Regions from separate parts of the Mus musculus genome. Here all the other regions are linked to region 2. Evidence: chromatin contacts called from public promoter capture Hi-C data. All regions are on one chromosome and are shown on one strand. The core of a region is the stretch at or near the end of the contact, and the rest is flanking DNA. Distances in the headings are between cores, read along the strand shown. Region 1 overlaps Camta1 (calmodulin binding transcription activator 1). Region 2 holds the start of Dnajc11 (DnaJ heat shock protein family (Hsp40) member C11). Region 3 overlaps Camta1 (calmodulin binding transcription activator 1). Region 4 overlaps Camta1 (calmodulin binding transcription activator 1).

What was found. Promoter capture Hi-C pulls out the DNA fragments that hold promoters and counts their contacts.
Region 1: a contact with region 2 is called in a promoter capture Hi-C map of hippocampal neurons, with 2.8 times the contacts expected there. The contact joins the enhancer-like site here to the promoter of Dnajc11 in region 2. A contact is called at or near these places in 4 of 39 promoter capture datasets (3T3-L1-derived adipocytes, cranial neural crest, embryonic stem cells and 1 more) and 1 of 115 datasets of contacts at active chromatin or transcription factors (embryonic forebrain).
Region 3: a contact with region 2 is called in a promoter capture Hi-C map of embryonic stem cells, with 5 times the contacts expected there. The contact joins the enhancer-like site here to the promoter of Dnajc11 in region 2. A contact is called at or near these places in 14 of 39 promoter capture datasets (the 3T3-L1 cell line, 3T3-L1-derived adipocytes, the C10 cell line and 9 more), 3 of 484 Hi-C or Micro-C datasets (the G1E-ER4 cell line and cerebellum) and 1 of 115 datasets of contacts at active chromatin or transcription factors (embryonic forebrain).
Region 4: a contact with region 2 is called in a promoter capture Hi-C map of second pharyngeal arch cranial neural crest, with 4 times the contacts expected there. The contact joins the enhancer-like site here to the promoter of Dnajc11 in region 2. A contact is called at or near these places in 7 of 39 promoter capture datasets (the 3T3-L1 cell line, cranial neural crest, embryonic stem cells and 4 more), 5 of 115 datasets of contacts at active chromatin or transcription factors (embryonic basal ganglia, embryonic forebrain, embryonic hindbrain and 2 more) and 1 of 9 other capture datasets (embryonic stem cells).

Annotation. Positions count from the first base shown.
Region 1 is chr4:151,353,967-151,357,566 of GRCm38.p6, reverse strand. All of the region lies in intron 5 of Camta1 (calmodulin binding transcription activator 1), which reads left to right. Among named protein-coding and RNA genes, the nearest start is that of Gm30344, 100 kb to the left of the region's middle. Within about 2 kb of position 1,921, at least 17 of the 459 cell types and tissues checked have an H3K27ac peak or open chromatin away from gene starts, as enhancers often do. A contact at or near this core is called in hippocampal neurons, where this site is marked.
Region 2 is chr4:151,931,828-151,935,125 of GRCm38.p6, reverse strand. It overlaps Dnajc11 (DnaJ heat shock protein family (Hsp40) member C11), which reads right to left and starts at 1,406. Exons shown (of 16, transcript NM_172704.3): 1 at 1,302-1,406. The coding sequence starts at 1,373.
Region 3 is chr4:151,081,289-151,084,834 of GRCm38.p6, reverse strand. It overlaps Camta1 (calmodulin binding transcription activator 1), which reads left to right. Exons shown (of 24, transcript NM_001081557.3): 15 at 1-272; 16 at 635-1,158. Among named protein-coding and RNA genes, the nearest start is that of Gm13090, 6.5 kb to the left of the region's middle. Within about 2 kb of position 1,949, at least 27 of the 459 cell types and tissues checked have an H3K27ac peak or open chromatin away from gene starts, as enhancers often do. A contact at or near this core is called in the HPC-7 cell line and embryonic stem cells, where this site is marked.
Region 4 is chr4:151,184,964-151,188,143 of GRCm38.p6, reverse strand. All of the region lies in intron 6 of Camta1 (calmodulin binding transcription activator 1), which reads left to right. Among named protein-coding and RNA genes, the nearest start is that of Gm52711, 28 kb to the right of the region's middle. Within about 2 kb of position 1,378, at least 32 of the 459 cell types and tissues checked have an H3K27ac peak or open chromatin away from gene starts, as enhancers often do. A contact at or near this core is called in second pharyngeal arch cranial neural crest, where this site is marked.

The DNA of each region.
Region 1 (3,600 bases), core at 672-3,171, 580 kb after region 2:
GTCTGTGTGGGGTGGGTCTACAAGGTTGGCCAAAGCCCCTTCCAACATGTCTTCCTCTTTAACCACCACCAGGACCCATCCTTGCTACCAATTCTTCAGGAGCAATTGTTCTCATCAGCACCAATGAGGCCCTGTGGCTGTCCCTTAGGAGGCACACGGTCCCAGTGAGGATGACTGTATTGGAGTGTGTGTGTGTGTGTGTGTGCTGTCAAGTTGTGTTAAACTAGCATTCGATTTTCTCCCTAAAGACAAATACAATATCCAGAGGTTCATACCTGAATCTACCGTGCAACAGAGGGTTTATCGCAGGCTTTTCTCCGCAGCACGGGGATGGCTGACAGGCAGACATTCCAGAACCTCCATCTCTTACTGAGCCCTACACACAGTCCCTGCTCCTCACCAGTGCTGATGATCCTAACAGCCTCTGCTTCTTGGCCTTTCACACAAGCTGCTGCCTTTGTGCCTGCTTTGCACATAAGACCTGATTCAATACCCACAGCAGCCTGTGTTGTCAGTGGGTTCTTATTACTTCTACTGCATAGGCAGGGGGCCCAGAGGGATGAGACTTATAGCCGTGGAACCCAAGACTGAACCCCAAAGGAGTCTCTAGGAGCTGCACCAGGCATATCAGGAGCCACCCCCTGTTGAATCTATCCTGGGTTAGCTTGGTGGGGCTTGTGTCCTGCCTTGGGTGTCACAGGTGGAGGCCTCACAAGCTGAGCTATCTCCTTCTATCCACACAGAACCAGCAGGACTCTCAGAGCCTATAGAATGGCCACTCCTATGCCCAGGGCTTCTTGCTTTGGCATTGTCAATACTTATGGGACAAGGAGGGTCTTTCTTGGAGGGACTGTCTTGTGCTGTTCAGGATGTCCCCACTTATCCCAGTCCCCTCTAGCCTTTAGCCTCTAGTCTTGTCTTTAATCCTTTGCCAAAAAATCCCCTGTGTATGTGGTAGCAGGAGGAGACTGGGGGACGGGGGGATGTCGTTTGCTGGGGTTGAGAAGCGCAGCTGAAGCCTGGGTGGGGAGCAGTGCTAAGGTTTAACCATTAAAGGGTCTTACTCTTGGTGGGTTTTAGCTGTCCTGGTTCCCAGAATACCGAACTGCTGAGACTGAATGAGGTACAGAGTAGGCACAGACTCTGAACGTAGGCAGGAGGAATGGTTCATTCTCTACCTCTACCTGCTCCTGTCCCCTCTACCTGAAGATCTGGGGGAACTGGGGATCAGAGGAGCTGGGGAATTGGCCCTCTGGAGATGCCACTCCTAAAGCTGACCAGAGACCTAGAGGGCACAGGAGCTGGGAAATGCCAAACAGCGATCTCTGGTCTCCAGACAACTTTTCTTTTCTTGCCTTGTGGGGAATGTATAAATTATTTGGAGGGCGTTATTAGTCTTTGTGCTTCTGAAAGGGGTTCTGCATCTTTAATAGAGCCTGGTTTGGAAACATAACTCACAGAGTTGTACAAATACCCCATCAATAGTGCGGTGGCTCATTTCATTGTTCTCGGCGCATGGAATCTTCGTTATTTGCACTGTTGATAAAAGGCGGCGTGCTCAGAAGATCTGCACCACTCCATTTAGCTGGGAACAATGATTTATTCCTCCCTCACCACTGGGCATCCTCAATTTCCTTGGGTAATAAAGAATGCTCCCACGGATGGGCTGAGCGGGGCCGACTGGCTGCTCTGAGCTTGGCAAAGTCCATAAGAGCAAGAGGGGTTCTGACCGATGGCCCCTCGAAGGGAGAAGCCTCTCAAAGCTGCCTCCAGCCCCACTGGCAAACCGCAGCCTCCGGTGCGAGCCCAGAATTAGCACATGTCATTGATAAATTGCCCAGGAAACGGCTGGATCCCCGATGGAAAACAGCCCATCTCAGCACAGACAGCAAGCAAATGCTTGCTCCAAGCCTCTTTCCTCTGCAGACAACATTCTAACAGAGCCTTATTCAGCTTCCAGTTGAGGGCTGGGCAAAGCCTGTGCCCGTGTGCATACTCTGGAGCCTTGTTTGCTCCGTATCTGAGAATTCACCGACTGCTGAGAGGGGAAATAGGAGTAATGGTTCCGATTGGAAATGCAGAAAGTTCTTATGGAACACAAAAGGGGGATTGTTGCAGTCTTAGGTGGAACAGGCTCAGCAGAGGGAACAGGAGCAGAGGGGAGGGTGCGGTGGACAAGGATGGAGAAGGTCTGAAGAGCTGCTTTCCCCCAAGCACAGAAGCAATTTGCTGCGTTACAGACTTCCTGAGCAGAAGGGAAGATGGGGTGGGAATGTCAGATGCCTAGGAATGGAGTCCTGGCTCCAGAGAGTCCCTCCAGCTGTAGAAATGGCTGCTGTGTTACCTTCAGAAGGTGTCGTTATCAGGGAAGGGAATAGGGAGGCTGAACAGTGGGTCTGGGCTCCCAGATGCTGGGGGTGGGGTGCTCAGAAGCCCTTTGGGCTTCTTATTAACTTTAGAGTTACTGTCAGACCAGCAGACAGACACCAGCCTAGCCACGGACCTGAGCTGGACCTGAAGACAGATCCCCAGGTCCTCTGTCTGTGCTCCTGTGTAGTCAAAGCTAGATGACCCCTCGGTAGAGCCATCTGCTTCTAGAAGGTTCTGTAGTCAGAGGACACAGGTTGGAACCTGACCCACTTCTTGGGGGTAGGGGGATTGAGTTTTGGTGACCTGTGAAAAGGGGGTCATTGAACCACCTCTAGGAGAAGATAAAACGCACTCCTCTCAGTTCCCTAACTAGAAGAAAACCTTCTCTCATCTACCACAAGCCCCTCCATCCCACCACTGGCCACATTCAGTGACTATGGGGCCCCATGGATCACCTCACCATACAAAAGCAAAGTCCCACTTCAAAGAGAAATGGTTTCCATGGTAACCAGCCTCATGCACTTCCTGGTTGCCATTGTGGATCTGAGGTAGACACACGTAAGGACATTGGTCTAGGCAATTACAATGCCAAGGGACCCCCACCTGGCAGAGATAGGCAAGCTTGCTGGGGTGTTAATCTGAGTTCCTGCCCTGAGCAGCTGGAGGTTTGGCCTCATCCCATCTTGTTGGTCTGCTTCCTTTGATTAAAGGATACACGACCCCATGTCACCCAGGCTAGAGGACAGCCATAGATTCTGAGGCCTGAATTCCAGGCAAGAGATGTAAGTCTGGAGTGGGTCTGTGACCTTCAAGATCTGACTTTTCCAATCATCCTGGCCTTTGAACGACCTCTAAAAGCCTCTGGAGCCTGCTCCCTAAGCCAGGTGCTCTCTGACAACAAACATGGTGGGGGTGGAGGATGTGGTAGGGTTGGAGGGGCAGGATTTAGAGGATTGCAGGCAGAGCTGTGGCTCCAGGCCTGTGTGAGATCTTCCTTGGTGAAGGGGGCACAGCACCAGGTAGGGTCTCCACCTGCTTGCTCCACCTGTCTGGACTAGAAATGAGCACTGAGTCCCCAGACTTTAGAGTGCTAGTGGAGAGACTGGATAAATACCCCAAGGTCACCAGCAAAGGGTTCCCTTGGGCCTTGTTTATCTATGCCGTCGTCTCACTGCAGAAATGCTTCTAGTCATACACAAACGGAGAACAAGAATGGCACTCTTATTAATT
Region 2 (3,298 bases), core at 157-2,656:
GTATGTGGAATGGTAAACTGAGGCAGTAGAGTTCAAGAGCTGGGTTTCTGGAGTTAGACTGCCCAGGGACGAATTGCACCTGTTTGTTCCCTCGATTATAATTACTGGATTGAATATATATATACACATGTATATATGTATACATACATATATACACACATATGTATGTACACACACACACATATATATGTATACATACATATATACTCATTCATACTGGATTGTTATGAGAGCGCCTATCACAATTTAAAGAGACACTGAGTCAGTTCTTTCAGCAGGTGGCTGTGCAGAAAACACTCAGAAAGATATTGGTTATTAGCACACAGACCAACTTTTACTGGCAACTGGGTTAGCTTTGCTGAGGCTAGCACAATTCCCTTACTTTTGATCTTTACCAGAAACCCTAAAAGACAGGATTGGGACTTGTGTGGAAGGACTGACAACTTGGACCCAGCAGCCACAGACCTCTCGAATGCCTTTCGTGACCTGACCTTGGAAGCCTTTCCGGGAACCCTTCTCTGACGGAGCTCAAGTGCGGACTAGCCATAGAGAACAAGAACGTATGCGAGGTATACACGTGCCAGACAGTGCGGACCTCAAGGGTGACTTTTTATTCTCGAGGAGACCGCGTGAATCCACTGGCAAGCACTGGATGCTGAAGTGCGGTCAGAGCGCCGGTGCGTCTCTGGCCTAGCACTTCTTGCTCATCCACGGCCCCCGAGTCGAGGCTGGAGAGGTCTTGCTCTCTGATTTCTGGGCAAAGGCTCAAGGGATCGGAGGAGGACACGAACGCCAGCCTGGGAGGGTAGCCTCTGCTTCGGAAGCACCAGCGATTGAGGGTCCGACCGAACCCTGGAGAGGCTCCCTGTGGCCTTGACCTTGCTGTCCAGGGCTGCGATCGCCCAGCTCCTGGCTCAGGCTGATGACCCTACCCTCTAGCCTAGGGTAGGAGTATGTAGGGGAAGCGTGGGACCTGGTTCCCCACTGCAGCGGCTGCCCCGGGGTCCTCGTCCCCCTTCCGGCAAGTACGTGGGTCCGGGTCCGGGCCAGGCCTGGGCACGGTGCACGCCATGCACGGGTCGCGGAGCGCCAGGCAGACGCTGGACCCGCGCCGGGGCGCGAGGGTCGCGGCGGTGCGGGCAGCTCGACGGCTGGCAGGCGCACACGGCGGCGGGGTCACGCGGCCTCCGGGCCGGGCCGTGGCCTTGCCGGGGCGGCTGCGGGGCCAGAGCCGCCCGTCCGACCGTCCAGAACCACCGAGCCGGGCCTCAGCCTCGCCGACGCCACGCCGCGGGCCTCACCTCCCTGCGCACGTTCAGCAGTGAGTAATAGTCTTCATTGTCCAGCTCCTCCTCGCTCAAGGCCGTCGCCATCTTCGCAACCTTTCACCCCGCCAAACCGGCGAGGCCGTGGTTAAGAGGGTCCGGCGCTGCGTAGCGCTTCCCGCGCGCCTCCCGCCCACGTCACAGCGGCCCCTGGCGGCCCGGAGCCGCACAGCAGCCCTTGGGACGCGCCTGCGCACTGCGCCCCCGCGCGGCCGAGGCCGGAAGCTGGGAGGTGTATATGTATACCAGCCTCTCGTGTGTGTGTGTGTGTGTGTGTGTGTGTGTGTGTGTGTGTGTGTGTGTGTGCAGTCTGTGTGTGTGTGTGTGTGTGTGTGTGTGTGAAACCTGTGTATGTGTGTACCAGCATGTGTGGGTGTGTACACAAGCATGTGTGTGTGTACGAGTGTGTGGTGTTTGTGTATGAGTGGATGCATGGGATGTGTGTATGAGGGTGTAAGGTGTACGTGAGAGTGTTGTGTGTAAGTGTGTGTGTGTGTGTGTGTGTGTGTGTAAGCGTGTGTGGGGTTTGTGAGAGTGTGATGAGGGTATGAGTGGGGTGGGGTGTATGAGTGGGGGTGTCCCGTGTGTTTAAGTGGGGGTGTGGTGTGTGTGTATGAGAGTGTGGGATGTGTGAGAGTGTGGGATATGTGTGTGTGTGTGTGTGTGTGTATGAGCACGTATGGGGTTTGTGAGAGTGTGGTGGGGGTGTGAGTGGGGTTGTGGTGTATGTGTGGGGTTGTGGATGTGTGTTTATAAATGTGTGTTCAAGTGTGGGTCAGTGTATGTGTGTGAGTGGGGGTGTGGGTGTGAGTGGACATATTGTGTGTGTGTTTACGGCTGTGAAAGTGATGGGGTTATGTGGTGTGTGTGTATCTGTATGGGCAGGGTTAGTATTCAACAGGGCCGCACCACACTCATAAGACCCTTATGGCCCAGGTTCTGGGTGGCGGCGAACCCGGGATGGCTGAGCTCCTTCCCCTGTTTTGGAGTCTGTTGTAAAGCCACCCTGAGCCCAGGCACGCATCTCTCCCGGGGCCCACCCACAAGGGAAGCCGCTGGTGGACCCACTTGCTGACTTATGTGTGCTCAGGAAACCTTCAAAGTGGTTACCTACACCCTTTGTGGTCCACAGAGGCTGCCTTATCTTCTGTTTCTGTCATGTTTTGTCTTTTCTTAACCATTGCCCTGAATGTAGGAGCACCTGGCCTTTTTTTTTTTTTTTTTTTTCCCTGCCGCATAAATGAGGAGGCAATATCCATTTGGTTCTTAATTGCGTCTGGCGTGCATATATACCTGTGGTTCCTACCTCAGAGCCATTCTGCTGGAAATTTCTCCTGTATAATTTAGCAGTGGAGTCTAATTGATTTCAACCTGGTGCCTGCTGTTTGGTGCCTTATTAAAAACGTCTTGGTTACAATAATCTAAATATTTTAAGTGTCTTTGAAATTATGTTATCAAGTGGTGGGCAGCAGCGTAGGCCCCTCCACCTGTTGGTTCACATGACCTGAGTCTTTTCTCAGGGGTCCTTGTTGTTCCTCCACACAGCCATCCGCTTGCCCGTCATAAGCTGGTATCCTGGGAGACCCCGACACCTGTCTGCAGATAGGAGAGGTTGATTTCTTTCTCATCCTAATTCTTGGCCAGATGTGCGCCATCTGGGCCTGTGTCACGTCCCTTCCAAGGTGCTCACTCCTCTTAGGATCTTTTGGCGGGAGACATCTAGGTGTGTGGAGTCAGCCTGCAGTAGGCTGTTGACCCAGGTTGTAAATTAGCAGCTTTTTATTATTTTGTTAAAGCATGGTAGGCCTCCCTACACGACGGCATCCACAGCCATGCCCCGTCAGCTCTCCTCCTGCAGGTTTATAGACTTTTCTTCTCTCCCTTCCTTCGCAGAGCTGTGGTTAGGGCTAAACTACCTGCTGACATTTTCTGGTTTTTGAAATTTCATGCGCGTGCAAGGGGTGCGGCTCTCT
Region 3 (3,546 bases), core at 700-3,199, 850 kb after region 2:
CTACAAGTGGGACCGCCGGGCCATCTCCATCCCCGACTCTCTGGGACGGCTGCCTTTGGGAATTGCCAGGTCGAGGGGCCACGTGAAGTTAGCAGAGTGTCTGGAACACCTGCAGAGAGATGAGCAGGCCCAGTTGGGACAGGCCTCCCGGATCCACTGTGCCCCAAGCGAAGAGCCAACCACAGACAGCTGGATGGCCCAGTGGCAGAGGGAGGCCATGAGCCCTCCAGAAATACCCAAAGGAGTCACTGTCATTGCGAGCACCAATCCAGGTACAGATTCACAAGGGTTTCATCTCGGAACTTGCCGGCTCCCCATTGGCTGTCTGCAGCTTCCCTTAGAAGAGTCTGTAGGAAACATTTAAGGGTTTGGTGGGAGGGGGCTACTTATTGCTTCTGATTTTCCTTTAAAAGTAGTGCTCCTCCCAATATGGAAAGTCTGTTTGTACAGGAAACGAATCCTTTTGGCGGAGGATTGTCTGAGCAGTCTAGGCTGCTAGGGAGTATTTATACCTCAGGAACATGCCTTGCGCTCCAGCTTCGCCCTCCTTATCTCCCAGGCATAAAGTGTTAATTCTTTAGGGATTCCTACTTTCATCACCTGACCTGACTGTCCTTTCTACTGTACTTTTCAGAGCTGAGAAGACCTCGGTCTGAACCCTCTAATTACTACAGCACTGAGGGCCACAAAGATTATCCGGCTCCCAAAAAGCATAAATTGAACCCCGAGTCCTTCCAGGCAAGGCAGGAGAAGCTGCTCTGCACTGCACTGAGTCTGGAGCAGCCAAATATCAGGAAGCAGAGCCCTAGGTCTAAGCAGCCTTCCCCCGAGACAATCAGCCCCAGTGAAGGAGTGAGGGAGTACAGCCGGGAAGCCGCCCCTCCCACTCCAGAGACTGCAGCATCCCAAGCGTCTGCATCTCAGCCTGTAGTAAAGTGGAGTGCCAAAGATCTTTACATTGGTGTGTCTACAGTACAGGTGACTGGAAATCCGAAGGGGACCAGTGTAGTAAAGGACGCGGCGCCTTCACAGGTGCGCCCGAGGGAACCAATGAGCGTCCTGATGTTGGCTAACAGAGAGGTGGTGAATACAGAGATGGGGGCCTACCGGGATAGGACAGAGCACGAGGATTGCCCCCAGCCCATGGATGATATTCAGGTAAGGCTGCTCAGGTAAGCCTGCAGAAGCAGCCCCGAACATCACGGCTCAGTTCTGAAAGTCGTGTAGTCTTTACACCCCCCCCCCCCCCACACACACACACCTGCCCGTCCCCATCCCAGGAAGAGTCACAGTCTGGTCTTGCTCAGGTGGACGTGGAGTTATCTGCTTTCCTGGAACCACATTTTCCTTCTGTGAATTAGGCACCGTGAGTAGGGCCTGACCACAGGCCCTTAACAAAGCCCTCCCTCCAGTACCAGCCTCTTGAGAACTAAACTTATGACACTAATAATTAGTGCCCTGCTTCCTCGCATCCGGGATGGCAGCTTTGCTCTTTGAGGTACTGGTTATAATAGAGTCAAGGCCCTAAAAATAGCCAGCAAGGAAGCCTGCAGACAGGATTTGGATTATCTGAGTGACTTTGACTAGCACGGCCGTCATCTAGCCATTGTGAAGGGCATCTGTGGCTTGAGGCTCACATGGCATGTAGTGAAATACCTCCAGGGCTAATAACTGACTGCCCTTGTAATGAACGTAGGAAGCAGAGTCCTCTGAGGGCACTAAAGTTGTCATAGACTAAACAAAGCACCAGGCTACTAGACAAAAATCCATCAACTCAGATATGCAGAAGCAGTCAGAAGGGGCAACCAGACAGCATGGTTTTCTATGCTCTACTCCTCAGCCTCTGTTTCCAGGTTCTTGTTGAAGCATCGCAAAACAAAAGGAAAGATATAGAGCACCTCCCACCCGCCTAACAGGGTGATGCTGGGGTGGGAAGGCCACACTCCTGCCAGCTCATCCTGGAGAGGTGTATCTGCTGAGTCATGCTTGAGCATTGCACCCTGGGGGAACTCTTTGGTTTTCTGTGACAAACAAAAAGCCTGCGTGTGTATTAGCAGTATAGCCTCTGCTCCTGGTGGACAGCAGACCCCACCACTGATTTACCATCAACCATATAGCCAGGATGATGCCTGCCTGGTTAAATCAAATGATACTGTTTGGGCTTTGCACGTGTTGGGCAAACACTCTCCACTGGGCACAATCCTCAGCCCCTTTTCAATTTTATCTAGAGACGTGATCTCATTAAGTTCCCTGGCTGGTGTCAAACCTCCAACTTCAGCCTCTCAAGTAGCTAGAGTTAGAGATGCGTCCCATCACACCCAGCCTAAGTCCAATAATGTTGTAGACAAAAGGCTGGTAAGGTTTTTTTTGTTTTGTTTTCTGTAAAGAGCCAGGTGGTGACTATTCTCCAGCTTTGTGGCTCATACAGAAACTGTTATAGCCTTGGATCTGCCTTAAGAGCACGAAAGGAACTGTAGACAAAGTTAAAGGGATGAGCAGAGCTGCGACGTGGTAAAACTCGCATCACACAAACTGGCAGCTGGCTCTGCTCGGCCTGCTACAGTCTGCCTAGTCCTCGGTGTGGACCATTCCTGCTGGCACCAGTGGTGGCTACTTTCCTGCTTGGCATGACGAAACCAGCTAAGCGGGGCAGGGGACATTTCTGGTTCAGTTTGAGGGTACAACGCTGGCATTGTGCTGGGGGAGGCAGGGCAGCAGGAGCGTGAGGCGCCTGCTCTGTGCCAAGCAGTCGGCAAGGAGCTGGTTGCTGGTGCTCTTGGCTTTCTGCTTATTCAGCCCGTGCCCCCAGCCCTTGGGGTGACAATGTCTGCTCAGGGTAGATCTTCTCTTCTTAGTTAAACCTTATGGAAACACTGTCATAGATAGTTGTTCATTGAGGAAATTTTATCTTAGACATTTAAAATAGGAGGGTTTTTTTTGGGTGGGGTCAGATTTTTAGATTGTAAAATCTACTTTAGTCAACTATAGATAGTTGTCCGACTGTCAGAAAAGTCTTAGGTCAGCTCTGCTTCCTGCATCAACTCTCGGTGTCCCCACCGCACCATCCACCCAGATCTGATTCCATTCCCAGAACTTTGCCTTTCTGAAAGCTTCATCTAACTGAGATGTAGTCTTCTATGTGTTAAGTGTTGTAGTGACTAGAATACCTGGTATAGGACGGGTTAAAGAGTTTATGGCCTTGGAAGGGCATGGCAGGGCCCACTGAGTGTGCTCAGGAACCAGAACTGGAGCTCTGCCTTCAAAGGCCCCTGCCTACCAGTGTGTGTCTTACACTCCTCTGATGCTGTGATAGATCACTCTGACAAAGTCAGCCTGAGGGAGAAAGGTCTATTTAGCACATAGAGCATAGTTCAAGACACCGTCTGTAGTGGCTGGGAGGTCAAGGCAGCTTGGAGCAGCTGCTCACCATACAGCCAAAGGCAAGAGACACAGGCCAGTGACTGCTTCTCTGTGCTCAGCTTGCTTGCTTGCTTGCTGGTACACAGACCAGGAGGAATACCAGTCCAGGGAGCAGTCCACCCACAG
Region 4 (3,180 bases), core at 129-2,628, 750 kb after region 2:
CACATGCATACATACATGCACAATGCGAACACACACACTGAAATGAAGAGTTAAATTCTCCCCTAATTCACTCACTGTTCATTTATTCACTCATCTGCCACCTATCCTTACCACAGCCCACTTGCTTGAGTAGTGGCACTGTTGTGTGAATGCCTGGGCCACTGACAGAATACATTGAGGCAGAGATTTCATCCCACAGATAATGGAAGCAAAGAGGAAGTCTTGGGACCCAGGATGTTAGTTAGATTCACAGAGTTCTGGTCCCCAAGCCAGGATCAGAAGACAGGAGACCAAGAATTTGGCCCTTAGAGATGCAAGCTCCGTCCCCACCCAAATCCTCCCTCTCAGTGAAGTTGGGCATTGTTGTTGGAGACAAATAGGAAGCACATCTCAGGATGACAAACAGCTGGCTCCTTGACCATACTGCAACATGCAGCAGCCTAACCACAACAGGGGCTGCCCACATCCCAGAGTTGCAAAGGTCACCTGAACCAATGCAGATCAAGGGACAGGCACTTCTAGGACAAACAGTGCTCACTAAAAAAGAAAAAGAAAAAGAAAAAAATTACTGCCCATTAGTAGTCAGTCTCTCCTTTATGCTGTGAACATTAGGTCTCCTAAAAAAAGAAGAGACCCTGGCGAGACATCCTCAACGCTGCTTGGTTTGGAGAATGTCTGTCTGACAGGAGGAGAGGGGAAAAGTCACTTTGCAGATGTGGGGGAGGTTCAGAGGAGGTTGCATGCCAAGAGATATGTTGATGTTGTCAAGTCCTGGCCTTGGCCAACCCGGACCATTTTTGACACCACAGACTGACCAGCCAGTCACTGACAGCCCAGCCTCAGTTTCTTTCTTCACTGTCGTCTTCCAAGACCTGCCACCATATCTGGCACCCCCTATACTATCTGTGGGGTGCTCTGTACCAGATTGCTAGGGAAATCTAACAAGATAATGAACGTGAGAGGGCTTTGAAAATGTGTAGTGTTTTGTAAATGTAAGAGATTATTATTCCCATTCACCATCCCTTTTAAAAGGATATTTTCCCTCCATTCAGCCAAATTTAACTTGGATGATGAAGAACCAAGCCTGGGCTTCCCAGCTATAATTTTCTTGCTTCCTTGTGCCTCTGAATATTAAAACACAAAGGCTCACATTGCTGAGAGGAACCAAAACAGCAGCCTATTAGAGGCGTGATGGCACCGACAGAATTCAAAGTGATATTTCAAGCGGGGCGTTCTGTTTATATAAACCTTGAGAGTACTCGATGAATGTCAGCAGAACTTTGAAATTAAAATCGCTCCTTTTTCCATACACTGCTCGCTCTATTACTGAGCCTGTGTCTTGGGTAGCCGTGGAGGTTAGAAACCACTTGGGGTTTACTTCATAACGCTGGTAATGCTAAGAGTGGAGGAAGGAGGGAGCAGCATCTCAAATTGCTCTGCACAGGGCAGCCTGGGCCTGCAAGGCTAAAGTCTGTCAAAACGCAGCCTCCGGGAGCTCTGTCCAGAGTGCTGAAAAGAAGGCGTTGCCCCAGGGAATGAGTGACTGGAGGAGGGATGCTCTTGATGGGGAAGGAGGGGTACCCCGAGAGGCTGCTGGATGAGCGGGTGTGGGTAGGGCCCTAGCAGACAGAAGGAGAGAGGTGAAGGAAGCTGAAGACAAGACTGCCTGAATGACAGTGACTTTGGAAATGAGAGGTACACTTGGAAGCTGGAGGGACTGGAGGATACAGTAATAAAATAAAGATACACTCAGTGACAGCAGAAAGATAAATGGAGCAAGTTATACACAGGGCTCATTTTTGTGCAAATATTTGGGGCTCTATAAAATGAGGCTGTTTATTATAAATCTGTCTTTGGAATAAGTCTTGCCACTATGCAGATGTCACCTGGAGTGACACTCCCCAAATGTGGAGGGTTGAGCTCTGGGGACTAGATGTGATATGCACTGATCGTTCTGTGATAGCCCTTCCTGTGGGAGCTGCTGGGAGCCAAGATTCTCACCCTGGGCTGTTTTGGCAACTTTGACCTTGATCTCCAAGGCTGCTGAGGATCTGTTTTCCTGGCATCAAAGCAACTGATATTCACATAGTTACAGCCAAAAGTCTTTCTGTAGTCCTTCATACCCAATAGCCTCTTCTACCAGTTCCCCTCCAATGCCAACTGGGCAAGACTGGATGGCTGTCCTGTGCTCTGTCCAGAGTGCTGAAAGTGCAGTACCCACGCAAGGGAGTGAGTGCAGGAGGGTTGCACAGGGCTTTCTCCTGGGGCTAAAGTCTCTTGCTCCCTAGAATGTTGAAGGAGGGAGGTGACAGTCTCTAAGATGGATGTGTATGGATGTGTGAGCTGGTGTAGGTGGGCATCTAGCAGGCCAAGGGGGAAGGGTGTGTCAGCAAAGAATCAGGCAATACATACGGAAAGCTCCAGGAGCCTATTGACCTGTTCCCATGTAGACTGAGTGCCTACATAGCTCTGCCTGAATTGGTCTCAGGCATCCTTTCTGTGCCCTGTGGAATGATGGGACACCATTAAGAGCTATGATGAGTACCCAAAAGAGTCCTCTACCCTCTGCTTCTTATTCCAGTTCTGTAGCTAACCCTTGACCACAGTTCCAGTGTCTGCTTTCAGACAACCATGTCCAACTGTGACTCAAAAAGCATTAAGTAGGAGCCTCCAGAAACAGGAAGCGCATACATTCTAAGTTGCACACTGTCCTGAATATCATGATGAAAGTTCACGGCATCCCACCCAGCACATGATTCCTCTCTCCCTGTATCCCATCCACACGTCTATGAGTCGTGCCCGTCAGTCACTCAGTTAACGGTCTTGTGTATCAGATCAGCTGTCCTGGGATCACAGTGCTTACATTCAGACCAGGCTTATTTGTCTCAGCAACAGCTCTAGCGTGCAGAAATTTGTTGTTGCCGAGAAAGCATTGGAACACAAAACTTCGAAGGACAGAGTAACTTTGGTGCTATGTGACAATGCCGTGGGGCACACAGGAGATGCAGTATATATAAAGAACCCAGAGGGCTAGCCACCATCCCAGGTACTAACTGCAGATAATACAAGGCTGCTTCAGATCAGGCACATGCAAGGTGCCCAGACCATGTGGCAGCGTCTTTCCCTGCTAACCTGACGTACGGACAGAGAGATGATGTGTATCTCAGTGGCAAGTTCACC